Linked DNA regions of Mus musculus: region 2 is linked to region 1. A link is a contact called in public Hi-C data. All regions are on one chromosome and are shown on one strand. Each heading gives the region's core, a stretch centred on a gene start, on an enhancer-like site or on the middle of the called end of the contact. The rest is flanking DNA. Distances are from core to core; before and after follow the strand shown. Region 1 overlaps Qrfpr (pyroglutamylated RFamide peptide receptor). Region 2 overlaps Anxa5 (annexin A5).

Region 1 (3,293 bases), core at 506-3,005:
GCTCACAGTCAGCTATTGGATGGATCACAGGGCCCCCAATGGAGGATCTAGAGAAAGTACCCAAGGAGCTAAAGGGAACTGCAACCCTATAGGTGGAACAACATTATGAACTAACCAGTACCCTGGAGCTCTTGACTCTAGCTGCATATGTATCAAAAGATGGCCTAGTCGGCCATCACTGGAAAGAGAGGCCCATTGGACACGCAAACTTTATATGCCCCAGTACAGGGGAATGCCAGGGCCAAAAAGTGGGAGTGGGTGGGTAGGGGAGTGGGGTGGGGGTATGGGGGACTTTTGGGATAGCATTGGAAACGTAAATGAGGAAAATACCTAATAAAAATATTTAAAAAAACATAATCTCAATACTGTATGAAAAAATATATTTTCAATTATAAAAAAAACTATAAGAAAGACAGCCTTGTATAGAACTAAAAGTCGTTATAATGGCCAATGGTTTAATGTATATATCAAGTTGGATAGATAACTAAGAAAAATAAATATGAAAGAAGAAACCTGTGTATTGGACTGGTGAGAGGGCTCAGTGGGTACAGAACTTGCTGCACAAGTGTGAGACCTTGGTTTGAATCCCCAAAACCCATAAGCCAGAATTCAGTGACAATAGCCTGATACTCTTATGGGAAAATGGGAGATACGGAGAGAAGAATCCCAGGAGCCTGTGTGCCAAGCAGAATAACATAAACAGTGGTGAGCAATGAAGAGACCCTACCTCAAGGTGGACTTCAGGAGCCAGCACCCAAAGCTGTCCTCTGACCTCTGCATGGACTCCATGACCCATGTGCATCCATATCCACACATGGAAACACGCATGCTTGTGCATCATACACACACACACAGACACACACACACACACACAGAGAGAGAGAGAGAGAGAGAGAGAGAGAGAGAGAGAGAGAGAGAGACTTGCACAGAGGGGGGAAAGATTAATAACCTGAATTTTGATGAGAATTACTCCTTTGTTATGACTTCACATAAAGCCAAATGAAAAGAAAGATCAAAGGTTATTTTGTAGATTATTTTCCAGTTGACCACTTCATTCCAACTTTGCTCTTCAGAAAATATTAGTCTCACAGCCTTTTCTGTTAATGGCTTTTGAGTCATGGTTTTGCTATGTGTCCCACACTGGTTTCAGATTCTCTAGACAGTCCTGCCCCAGTCTCCTATGCACTAGAACTAGGGATGTGTGCCACTTTACACATACACTGTCTTACCCTCCCTGGTACCGATTTGTATCTCCCATTATCTTATGTTCAATGCCCCTGAGAGCATAAAACTAGTTGGAGAGACTAGAGTTCGTTCACTAGTTTGCATCTATGGCATGGTTATCATCAGAAAGCTTCTGAGCAGCAGCTCACAGTTAATGATTTGTAACTCTTACAAAGATTCAGGTAAGACTTTTACAATGTAGCTTTTGTATGATGTAGTTTGCTCCCTCACCCCAGGTGCCTTCATCTGCAAGATGGTGCCCTTCGTCCAGTCCACTGCTGTTGTGACGGAAATCCTCACCATGACTTGCATCGCTGTTGAGAGGCACCAAGGACTCATCCATCCTTTTAAAATGAAGTGGCAGTACACTACCCGAAGGGCTTTCACAATCTTGGGTACGTGAGTCACTATTTGTCACTCGACAAAAATATCTGGTACTGACAATTTGGAAGGACAAGGATTAGTGTTTGCATATGACTTCAGAGATTGCAGTCTGTGGCCACTTGGCTGTTACTTCCGGGCCTTTGGGCAAGAAAGCAGAACACTGTGACATGACCATTGGTAGAGCAGTGGCTTGCCTCATTGCAGGTCACACGCATGTACACAGACAGAAGCTATCTGGGGAAAGTCCTATGCCAGTAACCTACTTCTCCCAATCGTGCTCCATTTCCTAGTAGTCCATTCATCTACAAATTCATCAGTGGACAAAGCCCAGAGACTATTGTTCAAGACTGTGAAGGCATTTAATACTCTAATTGTAACACTAGGTGAGGCTTCTCAGTGTGCCCTCCTGCAGTATTAATGGCATTCTTCAGTATAGGGCAATATCATATTTGTACAGCTGAAGTATAGTTTGGCCTTTATGTGTAAGCATTCCTGTATAACTTGAGTTTGGTCCTCTCTGTATTTACCCTATATCACATCTCCTTTGGTTCTACCCTAACACTTAAATATATTATTGTGGGTAATGTATTCCACAGTTTACGTCTTCAACATTTAGCTAGTGAGTGGTACCTACCTATGGCATTTCCACACTAACATTCATCTGACCCTGAGATGAGAAGGCTCTGAGTGTACAAGAGCAAGAAAATCCTGATACAGAGCAGCAACTGTGCTTTGAGGGAAGCCGAGAGCAAGAGTGTTGTGCTGAGGTGGGCTCCCAATCATTCGCATAGAGCTTGCACGTGCCTGAGAGCACACTCCACTCTCTTCAGGCAGTTCTAGATGCTTAGCTTGCCATCACTGTCCCCTACTCGTAAGACATGATGAATACAACATATCTCAAAACAAAATGGTAAATTTGAAGCACGACCCTAACATCTAGCATGGTAATAGATTAATCATCTTTTTTTTTTTTTTTTAGTAATTATCATTGAGTCCTCAGAATCTTAAGATGCTTCACAATGGTCTGAATTTCTAAAAATCCAATGTATAGTGTACAGCTCATAGGATCATCAAAGGTATCAAATTTAACTAATATGCCATGTGAAATAACATAAACAGCACTTCTGTTATAAAATTTTATCTGGTATTGTATCATAAGGAACACTGAAGATGGAGAACCACTTCAGTGGTAGGTGAAGCATGTCTCCACTGTACCGCATTCTGATGATTATTGCATTTTTACAGGTGTGGTCTGGTTGGCAGCCATCATCGTAGGATCACCCATGTGGCACGTACAACGCCTCGAGGTATTCAGGGTTGCGTGGCTTTTTATACTACCGAGATACTTCTCCATACCCCTCAACTGTAATGATCACCCGTCTCAAGAGCACTTCAACAAGTCTATGTGACCTCACTTCCTTCACTGGAAATCTTTCAAATGAGATAAAATTGCTTTTCCCATTTCATCTAATTCTTCTAGATATTATTTTGCTAAGACCTTGGTGCTTAACATTTTGAAAATTAATCCAAGTTTACTTTATCTATTTTCCTATAAGTAGAACATGCTATTTCACAACTGCTCTAATGTTTTGATATAATTAAGAATCCACTGACCACTCTGTATTTTTTCTTTGATTAAAAATAGATTTTTTTCATGGAATATATAATGATTACAGTTTTTTTCT
Region 2 (3,293 bases), core at 221-2,720, 260 kb before region 1:
TATCTTGGAACAGAAACTTCCAAGCTACTTATATAATTTATCGGTGGTGAAAGCTGTGGCATTATCACCACCCAGGTGCCAACAAAGACCGCAGAGAACAAAGGGGCACAGAGAAGAGCCTCTTTTCCAGGGCCTTTCTGGACCCGCACAGTCCTCTGAAGAGAGCCAAGCTAGAGAGTCAGAAGACAGCTGCGGAGGGAACCCCAGCAGCTTGCAGATGCCCCTCTGCAGGGCACCTCACTTTTACACTTAGAAGCAGAGCTAAGAACAGGAGACAGTGTTTGCATTTTGATTACATCATTCTTCATGTCCGAATAGCTTTTGACAGTTGTACTATGTGTTTTCTTAGTGAAGTCTATTCGGAGCATACCTGCCTACCTTGCAGAGACCCTCTACTATGCCATGAAGGTGAGTAGACACCCTGCATCTAATAAATGCAGCCTTCTCTAGCTCTGACTATGCTTCATGTGACAGCCTGGGGATGCATGTCTCTTTCCGATGTGTAGCCTGTTTCTTCTACGTTACCAGACTTCAATGATTTACCTCAAACCAGGGGCATTTGGTGCTGTATGTGAAGACTTTTAACACCTGCACTCTTTTCTCCTTTAAAGGGTGCTGGGACGGACGATCACACCCTCATCAGAGTCGTGGTGTCGAGGAGTGAGATTGACCTGTTTAACATAAGGAAGGAGTTTAGGAAGAACTTCGCCACCTCCCTGTATTCTATGATCAAGGTAGAACTTTGGTTTACATTAGAAACACAGAGCCAGATCGGGCAGCATGAAGGAAATGGATGGAAGAATCCAGTTCCCGTGCTAAGTTAAAATATTAGTCATAGGATTAGAGGGGTTCTAAAGAAGGATAAAGGGGGAGCTGGGTTACAGCCCCGGCCAAGGCTCAACCGACCCAAGGCTTTGTCCGTTTTTAGAATGTGTGCTTGTGTATCCATCAGTATCAGCTGCCTTTGTTAGCTCCTCCCTCTCGTCAGTGTTTCTTTCTTCCTTGTCTGTGGTCACTGTGCCCCTGGTGTCAGGTCATAGCTGCAGCAAGAGACCCCTGTGACCTTGAAGTGTGGCTGAAAGGAAGTCTCTTGACATCTTTCCTTGTGGACCACGTGTAGAGAGAGGTTTCAGTTGAGCAAAAGCGTTGGATTTAATGTGTGTGGTGTGTGGAGCTTGGGTTGAGGGTTGCCAGCGAGTCTGTGCACTTAAGACACTAGCATTTCACACATAAGCGGCATGAGGGGAGCCCAAGGAAGGCATGCCCTATGCCCATGTCCGAGGCAAAGCCACAGCCCCTGAGAGGCCCTGCATGCCTTTGTTACCCGAGAGAAACTGGGCGTCTGTTTGAAGGCATGATGATTTAACATACTTGGAACGGCTTCTCTGCTTCTCCATGGAAGAACACAGTCCACTCCATTAAGAGAACAGCCCTCGAGGGGTAAAATTAGAAAGTTAAACTGAGCGGTATTGGTAGGAATTTCCCTGTGTAACATTCCTGTTGTGAGAGTCATGCAGAGAAGTTGCCCAGTGGGGAGAAAAGTCACAGGAACGATAGTCACCCTCAGCCATTTCCTCATCTTTTTATTTCCTGTGGCTTTTGTGAGTCATGGAGTTGACAGAGTGTGTTTGGGTTCCAGGGCGACACATCTGGAGACTATAAGAAGGCCCTGCTGCTGCTCTGCGGGGGCGAGGATGACTGAGAGCCGCCTGGAGCGCCCTGTGCCTGCTGCCCACCATCAGCTTTCCTCAGCACCACACTTGCTTGCATTCTGTGCCTGCCGCGCTGCCTTACACTAGTATGCTAATGACCAAAGGTGTCTTAGATGAAAGCAGTGTCCCGCCCTTCTGATGTTCTGTCTACAGTAGGTAGTGACCTTCCCATATCTCTCAGTCCAATGTCTGAGTTATTAATATTGTCTATGAATTGCTTTTTATATCCTTTTTTAAAGCTTCATTTATATTAAGTTAATAACCCTATTATCTTGATTGGAACCTTAGCGGTGAAATTGTGAACTCTTGGAAATGCTGTCAATCAAGCTTACTGCTCTAGCAGACCTGCAAAATTATGATGGTAGTATCCAAAACATTGGCGACAAATAAAAACATTCCCTTCCCTCCAAATCCTGTGTAGGTTTGTGTTTAGAAAGCTTATTTAACAATGATATCCCTTTGAAAGCAGGCACTTGACAGTAGTATTAGTTAAAGCTAAAACTATAGTTGGTCTTGGGGTACTAAAACATGCAGTATCGCAGACTGAACTTCCTAATGCGGTGAGGTAAAGGATGGAGAGAGAATGGGGGGTGGGGGATGGGAGGTGGGGGTAGGGTGTGGATGGAGGAAGGGGGTGGGGTGGGGTGGAGGTGCATGTGTTCCTCTGTGTGTGTGTGTGTGTGTGTGTGTGTGTGTGTAAAACAGTTTCCTGGTGGGATGAAAGCTGGGGAGGGGAGGGTCCCCTGGTGGGAGGAGGGGAGGTGAAGAGAAGAGATTTATTTCCTCACCAGCTAGGACAATACTATGGAGCTTCTACTAGCAGCAGAAAGAGTAAATTTTGCACAACCTAAAATTTCAGTGTGTTCGAGTTTGCTTGTAACTCTGCTCTTTACCTTCTCCTCCTCCTCCTTGAGATAATTGTAGAAGTTTCTTCCTCCAGTCCCATAGTCCCAGAAATAACCTAATGGCTCATAACCTAAGATAACCCATTTATTCTAATCCATGTTCTGCCACGAGGCTGGTTACCTGTGCTCAGGCACCACACGTCTGTCTCATCACAGATAACACAGACAGTACTCTTTAGGAAGCCATTTCTTCAGCCTTGCCTTCCTGTTTCCCACCTTTGGGTGCCTTGAAGTGGAGTTACCTTGACATTTGTACATATGCTATATACTCACGGCTACTTTTTTTCCTAAGTAAAATGTTAATATCCTTATTAAATAATGACAGCGATCTTTTCACAGACCTCACTGTTCTACAAAATAACCAAGGAAACTGTAAAAATTGTGTGTGTGGTAATGTGAAGTTGGACACCCCACCCACCCATAAACACACACACACACACACACACACACACACACACACACACACACACACACTCCCGCCCAAGCTCCATAGACGCAGAGCCCAGTCCATCACATAAGCGGTGCAACACACACTTGCCGGCTCCTGAGCGATGAGCTGACTGTGCTGGCCCACACCTGTCATCCGTACATCGAGGAGGCTGAGGCAAGAGGATGTTTCGAGTTCCAGGCCAGCCTGGGCTACAATAGGAAACTAATCAGAAAAAGAAAATGCTTT

Evidence for each region. A called contact is a pair of places that touch in the nucleus more often than the background predicts.
Region 2: a contact with region 1 is called in a Hi-C map of pancreatic cancer cells, with 3 times the contacts expected there. The contact joins two enhancer-like sites. A contact is called at or near these places in 4 of 15 datasets of contacts at CTCF or cohesin (embryonic stem cells, hippocampal excitatory neurons and large pre-B cells), 95 of 484 Hi-C or Micro-C datasets (the Ba/F3 cell line, the C10 cell line, the C2C12 cell line and 41 more), 14 of 115 datasets of contacts at active chromatin or transcription factors (astrocytes, a colorectal cancer cell line, embryonic fibroblasts and 8 more) and 3 of 9 other capture datasets (adipose tissue, embryonic stem cells and liver).

Annotation. Positions count from the first base shown.
Region 1 is chr3:36,187,778-36,191,070 of GRCm38.p6, reverse strand. Qrfpr (pyroglutamylated RFamide peptide receptor) reads left to right here. Exons shown (of 6, transcript NM_198192.2): 2 at 1,461-1,619; 3 at 2,854-2,915. Among named protein-coding and RNA genes, the nearest start is that of Qrfpr, 33 kb to the left of the region's middle. Within about 2 kb of position 1,755, at least 25 of the 459 cell types and tissues checked have an H3K27ac peak or open chromatin away from gene starts, as enhancers often do. A contact at or near this core is called in the C2C12 cell line, the HL-1 cell line, a colorectal cancer cell line and 1 more, where this site is marked.
Region 2 is chr3:36,447,753-36,451,045 of GRCm38.p6, reverse strand. Anxa5 (annexin A5) reads left to right here. Exons shown (of 13, transcript NM_009673.2): 11 at 350-408; 12 at 612-734; 13 at 1,640-2,123. The coding sequence ends at 1,702. Among named protein-coding and RNA genes, the nearest start is that of Mir7009, 26 kb to the left of the region's middle. Within about 2 kb of position 1,470, at least 126 of the 459 cell types and tissues checked have an H3K27ac peak or open chromatin away from gene starts, as enhancers often do. A contact at or near this core is called in the C2C12 cell line, the HL-1 cell line, a colorectal cancer cell line and 1 more, where this site is marked.